Linked DNA regions of Macaca mulatta: region 1 is linked to region 2. The links are chromatin contacts, called in public Hi-C maps. All regions are on one chromosome and are shown on one strand. Each heading gives the region's core, a stretch centred on a gene start, on an enhancer-like site or on the middle of the called end of the contact. The rest is flanking DNA. Distances are from core to core; before and after follow the strand shown. Region 1 holds the start of RRP1B (ribosomal RNA processing 1B). Region 2 holds the start of PDXK (pyridoxal kinase).

The links. A called contact is a pair of places that touch in the nucleus more often than the background predicts.
Region 1: a Hi-C map of liver shows a contact between it and region 2, with 3 times the contacts expected there. The contact joins the promoter of RRP1B here to the promoter of PDXK in region 2. A contact is called at or near these places in 2 of 14 Hi-C or Micro-C datasets (fetal cortex germinal zone and liver).

What each region holds. Positions count from the first base shown.
Region 1 is chr3:3,880,005-3,885,997 of T2T-MMU8v2.0, reverse strand. It overlaps RRP1B (ribosomal RNA processing 1B), which reads left to right and starts at 3,239. Exons shown (of 16, transcript XM_077995535.1): 1 at 3,239-3,469. The coding sequence starts at 3,340. It overlaps HSF2BP (heat shock transcription factor 2 binding protein), which reads right to left and starts at 3,213. Exons shown (of 8, transcript XM_077995593.1): 1 at 3,064-3,213; 2 at 1,734-2,000; 3 at 1-87. The coding sequence starts at 3,210.
Region 2 is chr3:3,816,400-3,822,118 of T2T-MMU8v2.0, reverse strand. It overlaps PDXK (pyridoxal kinase), which reads left to right and starts at 2,514. Exons shown (of 12, transcript XR_013414814.1): 1 at 2,514-2,768. It overlaps LOC144339614 (a long non-coding RNA gene), which reads right to left. Exons shown (of 2, transcript XR_013414859.1): 2 at 3,359-5,719.

The sequences.
Region 1 (5,993 bases), core at 1,990-4,489, 63 kb before region 2:
GAAGTCCCGTATTTGCATCACTTCAGTTGTCAGCCGTTCCAGGTCCTTCTTTCTGACTTTAACAAATTCCTCTTTAGTACCTATGTGCTAAAAGAACAAGCAGATCTTTTATTTCTCTTCACATGACAAAAAAAAACAGCCCAAGTCAACCTGCTTTTCTTTCACACCTCTTATGTTCATTGTTATTTCAAATCATGTCTCTACCTACTGTATGTTCTGCTATAGATCTATTTTATGTATATGCAAACATTTTGAAAGCTGAAGCTTCAGCCTTCAAAAAGGGAGCCACACGTTAGAAATAATAAGAGAAAACAGGCCAGGCATGGTGGCTTACACTTGAAATCCCAGGAATTTGGGAGGCCAGGAGTTCAACACCAGTCTGAGCAACATAGAGAGACCCTGTCACTACAAAAATATGAAAATGTGCCCAGGAGGCCGGGCGCGATGGCTCACGCCTGTAATCCCAGTACTTTGGGAGGCCGAGGCGTGTGGATCACCTGAGATCAGGAGTTCAAGACCAGCCTGGCCAATATGGTGAAACTCCATCTCTACTAAAAATACAAAAATTAGCCAGGCGTGGTGGCATGCACCTGTAATCCCAGCTACTCAGCAGGCTGATGCGGGAAGAAGGTTTGAGTCCAGGAGTTGGAGGCTGCAGTGAGCTATGATCATGCCACTGCCCTCCAGTCTGGGCAACAGAGCAAGAACACGAAAAACAAAAGTCATACAAGAGCTCTATTCCTAAAAGTCAAAGAAAACGCCTGCAACTTTTTATCATTGCAGCACCAAACTAATCAGGAGAAAAAGGAAGTCATCTAGACTGGTTTCCCACCGGGTTTGCTAAGCCTTCTGCCCGTGATCTCATCTATTCACCCCAAGCCTCCAAGATCGTCCAGATGGAAATTAAGGCACGGGAGCTTGGTGACTCTCAATGCAGCACAAATAATAAGGAGTGGAAGCAGGATGTGAACACGGGTCTGGCCCCAGAGTCCAAGCGCCTTCTCCATCGCATGCAATCAGTTAGTTATAAAATCGATGGAGGGGCCGGGCGCAGTGTAATCCCAGCACTTTGGGAGGCCGAGACGGGCGGATCACGAGGTCAGGAGATCGAGACCGTCCTGGCCTACACGGTGAAACCCCGTCTCTACTAAAAAATACAAAAAACTAGCCGGGCGAGGTAGCGGGCGCCTGTAGTCACAGCTACTCGGGAGGCTGAGGCAGGAGAATGGCTTGAACCCGGGAGGCGGAGCTTGCAGTGAGCTGAGATCCGGCCACTGCACTCCAGCCTGGGCAACAGAGCAAGACTCCGTCTCAAAAAAAAAAATAAAATAAAATAAATAAAAAATCGATGGAGGGCAGATTCTGAGACTGACGCTGTCTCGCTAAGTCCCGGAGCACGGGGCCAGGGCCTTCGGAAGGGAACTGGGCTTCCACAGGGCAGAGAGAGGTGACCATCCATCCCACGCTCCCATGCCCACTTTGGCGCCATTGAGTGCCCCCACCGCGCGCAGCCTCACAGACCGGGTCCCCGCGTGGGTTTGGAGGCGAAAGTCGCCTCCCACCCACGTCTTCGCCCCGCTCCGGCCCAGCTCACGCTGTCCGGGGAGGAAGTCTCCAGGCCTCCCCCAAGCACACGACAGCAGGCCGTCTCCGAGCGCACTGGGAGCGGCCCTGAGGGGAGCGAATGGCGACGGCTCAAACACGCTGGCGGTGGGCAGGGCTTCCCCACTGACCCTGCAGGCCTTCTCAGCACCGCCTGCTTCGCCCATAGCAGCCGCGGCCTCGGCTCCGTTCTCCTGCGCGGCGGCGTGCCCTCTGACCCCTGACGCCAGAAAGCGCGGGAACGTGTCCACGCCGGGGGTCGGGAACGGAGAGGCGCGAGGCTCAAACCTCGCAGAATTTGCGCAGTATTCTCGGCCGAGAGCGCGAGGAGTGGTCTTGGCGAGGTCCCACTTTGGCTCTTCTGGCTTAGCCGGGGTTTTAAACTTAGCCGGGGTTATCTGCAAAGCAGAAGGAAAGTCAGCCCCTGATGTAAGTGTCAAGTAAAATAAATCGGATGAGTCCTTTCCTGTTTGGCGAGGAATGCTACACTATGGGGGACTGTTTCAAACTGGCAGTCTTTGCTGGAAACCTCGCCTCCGCGGTTCGCCTTCCTTCGCTCGGATTCAGGCGCTTTTATGTTAAGGGTTGAATTTTTGTGTCAACAGGCACCTCGGGAGGTCGCCCACATAACTGAGCGGAGCAACTGAGATAACCCCCCGCTACGTGTGGAGTGACCTAGTCCATTAGCTTGCCCCGGCACGCCCGCTGAGTCCGCAAAATATAGGATGTTCTTGGGTTTTAGATGAACCCAAAGCTAAGATTTCTTCCCTCTCTGGAGTTAGCAAGCAGCCCGCCCTGCCCAACTCCCCTGGAAGCGCGCGTGCTCTCCAGGCTTCGGGACGCCGGCGCGGGTGCCCCAGCACTGGCACTAGGGCTCCAGAGTAAGGGGCGCGCCGACCTGCCCGAGCCTCTGCAGGCGCTGGCGGAAGGTGAGCCCTTCACCCGCTCAACAGGCCCCAGTGCCGGCCTTTCCTTCCAGTCTTAACTCCACCCGGGGACCCGGGGGCTCCACAGTTAAAAACTCCGTGCCACGGAGATCGCAGGTGAGCTGCTGGCTCAACGGGGTGTGCTAAATGGGATTAAAGATCCTAGACTGTGGCCAGGCGCGGTGGTTCAATCCCTTAATCCCAGTGCTCAGGGAGGCCGAGGCGGGAGGATTGCTTAAGCCCAGGAGTTTGAGACCAGCCTGGACAACATAGCGAGACCCCATCTCTACAAAAATAAAAAGTAGTGGGGCGTGATAGCGCGCGCCTGTAGTCTCAGCTACTTGGGTGGTCGACATGGGAGGATCGCTTGAGTCTGGGTGGTCGAGGCTGCAGTGAGCCAAGATCACCGCCAAGATCGCGCCCCTGCACTCCAGCCTGGGCGACAGAGGGAGACCCTGTCTCAAAAACAAAAAATCCTAGACCGTTTACAAACAGCCGTCCGTCTCTTCCTGGCCAAGTCCTAACCCTGGCTAACCTCGCCGTGTACAGCCTGAATTTTGGCAACCGAAAGGCAGAGCCGGCGCCACTCGCACAAGAGATGGGCCGCTCCGCCCGCTGCCAGGGCCACGGCCGCGCTCACTCCCAGAGCGCGCTGCGAGCCGCGGCGCCTTTGTGACGCCATCAACCCGCGCGCCGTCGCCGCCTTCTGTGCAGTCGAGGCCCTGGCGGACGGCTGCTGGCTGCTCCGCGGCGCTCGGCTGGCGGCAGCTGCACCGCGGGTTGCGCGGCCGGGGATGCTCCAGCGGGCGCGATGGCCCCCGCCATGCAGCCGGCCGAGATCCAGTTTGCCCAGCGGCTGGCGTCCAGCGAGAAGGGCATTCGGGACCGGGCGGTGAAGAAGCTGCGCCAGTACATCAGCGTGAAGACGCAGAGGGAGACAGGTGGGCGCACGGCGGCGGTCAGCCGCGCCACATGGCGGGCCGGGGGCCGGGGCTGGGGCCAGGGCCCTGGCACGGAACGCGGCTTCCACGTGTTGTCGTGACACCCAGCGTGTGCTTAGGTTTCCGCGCTGCCAGAACCGCTTCTTGCTGTGTCTAGTGCCTTTTTACACTTGAGGAAACGGGTTGAGGGTGTTCCGTTACTTGTGAAAGTCACAGTAAGCGGGAAAGCTGAGAAAAGACCCACATGGGTCCGATTCCCCAGCCGGCATCTCGAATCACTGGGCTGCCCTCATTTGCCCTGGTGTCCGGTCGGTGATTGCCGCCTTTCTTTGACCAGCACCTTTACGTGCCGGGGCTGGAGGAGAGAAGACAGAAGCACTACTCTCGAGGATTTGTTAGTAATAAAGCAAGGAGGCAAACAGGCAAATAAAGTAGACCTTGTGTAAGTGTAGTAAAGGAAATGAAAACCAGGTAGTAGGCCGGGCGCGGTGTCTCACGCATGTAATCCCAGCACTTTGGGAAGCCGAGGCGGGCGGATGACCGGAGGTCGGGAGTTCGAGACCAGCCTGGCCAATCCAACATGGTGAAACCCCGACTCTACTAAAAATACAAAATTAGCCGGGCATGGTGGCGCATGCCTGTAATCTCAGTACTCGAGAGGCTGAGGCAGGAGAATCGCTTGAACCTGGGAGGCGGACGTTGCGGTGAGCCGAGATCGCACGATTGCACTCCAACCTGGGCAACAAGAGCGAAACTACGTCTCAAAAAAAGAAAGAAAGAGAGAAAGAAAGAAAACCAGGTAATAGCAAGAAGTGAAGGAGGTTGCTCTTCTTGATAGACTGTTCTGGGAAGGCCTCTCGGGTGATGTTCAGCTGAAATCTGAAGAGAGATGAGCGGAAAGCGCCTATGCAGAGGCAGGAAAGAGCTTCACGTGCCCTAGGAGTGGTTTGAAAGACCAATTAAGTTGTGGGTGGGCGGGGAGAGTGTGATGAGATGAAGTTGGAGATTGTAGGCAGTGGCCAGATCACACAGGGCTTTGTAGTGTAGATTTTAACGGCACTGCTGTTGAATGATTTCATTTACCTGATCCAAGAATATTTTCTGTAAACTCTTGAGTGAGCCCATACGATATGAACTACAATGTGTGACAGAGGTTTTAAGATAAAGTTTGATTTAGTTACTGATGGTACTAATACATTTAGAATCTGCTTAAAAGAACAGATATTATCTCCCCCATTACTGACATTCTCAGTTTGTTTTAAGAAAAATCACCAGACTACCCAAAAAAAGAAAATAAACTTTCCTGGGAAGTCTGGTAGAAAAAGGAATGAAGACCAAAATTCCTGACTTTGATTCTGTTAGGGATGTCCCTAAGAGATTTTGTTTACTCTCACAGTTCCAGGTAGTCCATATATGCTGGGGGTTTCTAAACCTAAATTGTTGACCCAGCCCTTTCCTACTTGCAACTGGGATGTGCCTTGCTAGCCTGGCTTCTCTACCTGGCACCTCACACTCAGGATGCCAAAAAACGTCATATTTTCTTTCCCCGAAAGCCTGTTGTCTGCTGCTGCTCCTCTACCACCTGTTTTCTCTTCTTTTGGTTGCTAGTTCCCACCAGCCATTCGGATTCCAGCTGGACGCAGGGGATTGTCCTGGACTCCTCTGTCTTCCTCATCCTCTTCCCCTGGCCCACATCCAGTGTCCCTCAGTCCTCCCTCCTTCGCCTCCTGATGAAATAAATTCTCTGACTGTGGGCCCTTTGCATCTCACCCAAACTTCTGCACCTGCATATTCCCTAACTGGTCTCCTTAACTTCATTTGTGTCCCCCCGAATCTGTCCTCCACAGACCAGCCCAGGGTCATCTTCCTAAAACAAATCTGATCCCACATCACCAATATTTTTTGAAATTCAGTGTCTGCAAGTCATGATCTGTCCTCAGGTGCTCTTCCTCCCTAAGCCCCATGTGACTGCTTCATGTTCTGTCAACAGAACCAGTCATGGATCTTGGTGTATAGCACACAATTTCTCACCTCTCTGCCTTTGCTTCTCCTGTTCACTCTGCAAAGAATCCCACACCTTCTTCACTCCCAGCATTCAGTTCAGTATCACTTCCTTCAAAAAGCCTCCCCTAGCATCTCGCCCTACTCCTCCAGGGTCTAAAACATCCATTGTGTCTCTGTTGTAGCACTTAGCTACATTGCTGCTTAATTATCAATGTGCCATTCTACTCCCAAAACAGTGTAAGCTTCCATCTGTTTTCTTAGCCAGAAGTGGGAGTACATGCAGCCATGAAAGGTCTTGGCCTATACAAAAGTAGAAGACAAGAAGCAATACTTATGGTGCTAAAACAGCCTAGACAGAGCCTTTTGCTCAAACCCTTTGGTGAGCCAGCCCAGGATTTGCAGATGCTGAGGTTACGCAGGGGGCCTAAGACCAGTTTACACCAGTGCTCCAGAGTCCTGTCTGGTTAGTGCCTGTCACACCCAGAGTTTCTTGTCTTGTACGTCTTGTTCACCACCACAT
Region 2 (5,719 bases), core at 1,265-3,764:
TTAGCTGCTGGAGAAAAAGCAGCTGTGGCGTGAGGGCAGAATCCGTTCTCTCAGTGTAGGGTACAAGGCTGACCCTTGCCTGCTGTGGCCTGAGGGCCTGTTTGTAATTTGATATCTTATTGCCACAGAGTCTGTTCTGTGGGTCTTAAGGCCTCTATTTTAACTTTAGTGCTGTTCAGTGTTGTGTGTAAACCCTAAAGGGAGGGAGTAAAAAGATGCAGCTGACCTCCCGTTCCCTCATGACCAGGAACTCAGTTTTAGGGTTTTTCTGGTGTTCCCTTCCTTGGTGGAGGGAGGCTTAGGATTTTATTTTAGTTTACACTCTTCTGTAAAGTAGTGTGAAGATTCAATGTGTTAATGCATGAAATATGCTCAGTGCACAGTACGTGCTCAATGTTAGCTGTTATTATTATTTCTATTATTTTTTGAGACAGTTTCGTTCTGTCGCCCAGGCTGGAGTGCAGTGGCATGATATTGGCTCACTGCAACCCCTGTCTCTCGGGTTCAAGTGATTCTCCTGCCTCAGACCCCTGGAGTAGCTGAGATTACAGGCACCACCACGCCTGGCTTTTTTTTTTTTTTTTTGGGGGGGGGTGGGGGATGGAGTCTTACCTTGTCACCCAGGGTGGAGTGCAGTGGTGTGATCTTCGCTGACTGCAACCTCTGCCTCCCGGGTTTCAGTGATTCTCCTGCCTCAGCCTCCCAAGTAGCTGGGATTACAGGTGCGTGCCACTACATCCGGCTAATTTTTGTATTTTCAGCAGAGATTGGGTTTCGCCATGTTGGCCAGGCTGGTCTCAAACTCCTGACTGCAAGATCCGCCCACCTCGGCCTCCCAAAGTGCTGGAATTACAGGTGTGAGTCACCGCACCTGGCCTAATGTTTGTATTTTTAGTAGAGTCGGGGTTTCACCATGTTGGCCAGGCTGGTCTTGAACTCCTAACCTCAAGTGATCCACCCGTCTTGGCCTCCCAAAGTGCTGGCATTACAGGCGTGAGCCACCACATCTGGCCTATTATTTTTCAGAGATGGTTTACCTTATATTGTCCAGGCTGGCCTCCACCTCCTGGGCTCAAGCAATCCTCCCTCCTCAGCCTCCTTAGTAGCTGGGACTGCAGGCATAAGCCACCATGCACTGCTTAAATGTTAGCTATTATTATTATTTTTTGAGGCGGAGTATCACTCTGTCATCAGGCTAGAGTGCAGTAGCGTGATCTTGGCTCACTGCAACCTCCGCCTTCTGGGTTCAAGTGATTCTCCTGCCTCAGTCTCCCACGTAGCTGGGACTACAGGCACGCACCACCATTTCCGGCTAATTTTTGTATTTTTACTAGAGACAGCATGTTGGCCAGGATGGTCTAGATCGCTTGCTGTGGTGATCCGCTCACCTCAGCCTCCCAAAGTCCTGGGATTACAGGCATGAGCCACCGTGTCTGGCCAATGTTAGCTATTATTAATGGACGATTATTACTATTCACGATGTACTTTCTTTTTAAAACCTGGATCTCTAAAATGTCCTCCTCCCTCAGTCCTCAGCACCGCCTGGTCGGGCATCGGGTCTCACCAAGCTGCAGAGCCGCAAGTGCACTGTGTTAGGTCACCAAGACTTTAGTCTGGTGATACTGACCCCAGAGACCCAAATCACCATGTCTGCAAGTCTGGAACCCAAAGGCCTCCGTTCCCTGGGGTGGTGCAGGGAAGCCGCAGGGAGTGTGTCTGTGGAGAGCGCAGGGGGGGGAAGTGAAGGCTGTGGGATCCCCTAGGGGGTCAGGTTCGTGGAAGGCAGGCCCTCCACAGGAAGACTGGGTTGGACTGGGATCGGACACGCGGTCCAGGCCCGGGCACCTGTGGATGTAGGGCCGGGCATGTGGCCGGGGGCTGGGCGCCTCTGCAGGCCGGGCCACCGGAGGGGGTACTCAGGGTCCGCAAGGGTCTGGGGCGCCCCGGAGAAGCCCGCCACGCCAGGCCGGTGGGGGGGAGACTGGGTCCCATCGGCCCCGTGTTTGTCAGCTCCCGCGGCCCGTGGGAGGGGACGTGGATTGGATGCGGGCTCCGGACCCTGCAGGCAATTGAGAGCGTGGTTCCCTTGGGGATCCGGGGTCTGGGGTCACTTCCGCGCCTCGGCACTCTTCCCACGCCCGCGTGCCCTCTCGTGGTTCTCCGGGTGGTGAGAATGTCGCGCCCGGAGGTCAGGGGCGTGGCGCCCGGGCCTTCGAGTCTCCCCTGCGCGCGGCTGGGCGCGGGGCGCAGGGCTGGAGCGGAGCACGCGTGTTGACTGAATGAACGAACGAACGGCGCTCCAGAGCCCTCTCCCGGTGGAATGACAGTGCAAACCCAGCGTTTCCGGCGGCAGAGTGGCGGGGGCCACCTGGCGGGGCGGCGCGGCCGGGGTCGGGTTTCGCTTCCTCCCAGCCCAGGGGCGGAGCCTGCGCGGCTGTCCCCGCCCCGGCCCGCCCTCGGCCCGTCCCCGGCGCCGCGCGGAACTCGCGGGTTCGGAGCCGCCAGCTGAGGTCAGAAGGAGGCGTCTGCGCCGACCGAGGCCGTCGCACGCCAGAGCCGGAGTCGGAGCCGAGGGAAGCAGGGGTCGGAGCCCGAGCCCGAACCGAGCCGAGCCGGAGCCTGAGCGAACGGCGGAGACCGTGCCCCCGCCTCGGCCCCGCGCCGCCGCGGCCAGGCCCGGCATGGAGGAGGAGTGCCGGGTGCTCTCCATACAGAGCCACGTCGTCCGCGGCTACGTGGGCAACCGGGCGGCCACGTTCCCGCTGCAGGTACGCATCCGCCCGCAGCCCGGGCTTACGTAACCCGAGCCCGTGACCTTGGCGGGGCTGCCCGAGACGAGCCTCAGTTACCCGAGGGAGGCTTGGGAGCTGCGGGCAGAGCCTGGCCCTGGCGCCCGGGAGACAGGCGCGAGATGGGTCGCCCGCTCTGCTTGGCTTGCGGGGGCGGAAGCGGAGGGCTGAGCGCTCTGGGGGCCCCTGCGGGTGGGAAGTGTCCGGCGTCGGGGTGCACGGGTAGGAGGGAGCCCTGTGCACCGGCTGTGGCGCAGCCGCTCGTCCTCGCCCCTTCCCGAGGATCGGGCCGACTGCCGCGGGGGCGGGGGGAGGTGAGGCTCCCGGAGGCGAAGAAATGCCGCAGAGCCCCGAGGAGTCCCGGAGCAGCCACGCGAGCCGGGACCTTGCCCCGCTGGAACGCAGAGGCGGCCGTGGAGCTCGAGGCGGTAGCGCGCTCACCTGCTGGGCCCCTGTGGGTCAGGAGGTCGGAAAGAGGGAGGAAGACGCCGAGTGAGGTCACGGTGCCCACGAGGGTGGACTCCACTCTTGGCCTGACCACGCCAGGAGGTGGCCAAAGGGAAGATGGTGGGGCAGGGACTGCCTTGCCCCCTCTGGCAGAGCGGCATCCCTGCAGGTGTTTGCTCTGACGAGGAAAAGCCCCAGAAAACAGTTCGGGACTGTGCGGATCGGCTTTAGGGAGCCACTTTTTAAAACGCGTTAGCCCACGGCTTCCTGGTTGCAGCTAAGTGGCCCGTGGAGGGGTAAGAGAGGCCTGGGTGCAGTGGCATGGGTGTCAGGCAGAGCCGAGGCAGAACCAGGACGACGGGCACTTCCTGGCCTTGTCGAGTCAGCAGGAGGGCTGGGGGTGCCCTGCAGGGTGGTGGCTCGCCCATGCTGCCCACCTATCGCCTGGTCCTTGGGGATGGGAGCAGGTATGCCCGGTCCGTGTGCTGGGCCCCGCGGGATGTAAAGAAGGGCCACTTGGGCACGGTGGGGCCTGCGGTGCGGGCTAACCTGGGAGGAAGGCAGGAAGAGGGGAGCAGAGCTTCGGTGGAATCTGAGGGCTGACCTAGGTATGCCCCCAGGAGAACCGAGCAGAGTTGAGTGTGGAAAGGTAGGGGGTTCAAGTCCGGAGTGAAGTGGAGGTCCTGTTGGGCAGGGTGCGGTGCTTCACAGGCGGTCTCACTTGAGCCCGTTTTCCAGCCAGCTGCTGGCAGACCCTGCCTGGGACAGTCAGGGTGCACAGGTTCTGTGGCCCTGGCTATTAAGCACTGCTGTGGGCCACTCCTAGCTTGAGGCGGGTCGGGGAGGTCACCACAGGCTGGTGGATTGCTTGGGCAGAGTCAGAAGTAGGACTGGGCTTGGGAAGAAAGGTGCAGGGTCCCTAAAGCGGGGACAGCCAGGGAGTGTGGAACCAAGGGTCTCTAAGGACAGCATCCGCTGTCTTGGCAGAAGTGTGCAGGTCCTGCAACGTCTGTCCCGTCCCTCCTTCCGTCCACCTCCTACTTCACTGAGCAAACTGTTTCCTTCTTTGACTCACTCGGGATACCCCAGCAATGTCCCTTGTTTTCTAACTCCCAGTGACTCAAGGGAGGGGTGTCCTCTGATTGCTCACCTCAGGTGGAGCCTCGTAAGGATGGTGCTGCTCTTCCTACCTGGGGTCTCCCCAGTGCCTGGCGTCCTTACCTGTGGGCTCCACAGGGTTCCATGCAGGCGTTTTGCTCCCATACCCCGACGTCCAATGCTGGCTGGACAAGGAGAAACAATACGATGAGGGAGGGGCTGAGATGGCCGCAACCCAACCAGCCTGGACCAGCCTTAGTGGGCACAGGAGGGACTGGGAGACAGAGCCTGGAAGTGGCCTTGGGGCTGGCGTTTGCCGCTTCCAGCCGCAGTTCCAAGGGGAAGCGTCCCCAAAGTCTAGAGCTGCTCTTGCAAGAGTTTGTTCTTGATTTTGATCATCATTGTATGGCTTAGGACTCCAAAGTCTTGTTCACATGGCTGAATGTAGGGAAAGAAAACTTAGAAACCGGCAGAACAGAGCCTCTGGCTGAGCCCCAGAGATTTGCCTCAATGCTACTTGGAATGAGACTGGAGAATGCCTCAGGGGTGTGGCATGTAGCAGGGTGGCTGGAGAGGCTCCTTATGGGGACTGACCCAGGTGTCTGGGGGTCCCACCTCAAAGCAGGTGTCTCCTCATCTTGGAATTCCAGCTGAGGGATCTGGCCCTGGTTTCTGAGCCTTCCGGAGTCTCACTTGCAAACTAGGCACAATACCTGTTTACAAGATAGCACCAGGGCTCCTTGTGCCCTTCATGCCAGACTCGGGGTATGCCCATTGCCAGGGAGCTCCCACTGATTCCCTGTGAGTGTAGCACAGGTTTGTCACGACTGGACCATCTGCACGTCTGGACTTCAGGGCTATTCTCCCCAGCCACTTTCTGCCAGGTCCTCTCCGTGTGTCGCTTTGCAGCCAGGAGGCAGCCTCCCTCCCTGGGCAGAGCAAAACCTTGAGCCTGTGTTTGGATTTTGTTTCTGGGCCTAAGCCCAAGGTTCATTTTAGTGGCAGAGAACTTAAGGAGGGAACGTGTTGGCATGACCAGTGCTGGCAGGAGGTGCAGTGTGTCAGGCAGCATGATTTGGGTTTGCAGATTGACAGGCTCGAGGTCTGGGGGTGCATGGAGAGGAATCGGGGGGATGCCTGAGTCAAGCATAGACCTGCCCAAGGACAGGCCATGGGATGCGCCTTGGCGTGGGACACTTCCCAGCTGCTCTGGCTTGGATTCTAGGCAGGAAGGAGTGGAGGGAACGAGTGGCTGCCCTTCCACATTGGTAGGACTGTTTCCTCTTGGGTGTGGGAAACCTCAGGCTCTTCTAGGGCTGGGAGGTTTGGCTCTTTGGAGCCCTGGGTGTGTATGTGTGGAAAGCCTTCCCGGCTCATCAGTTCAG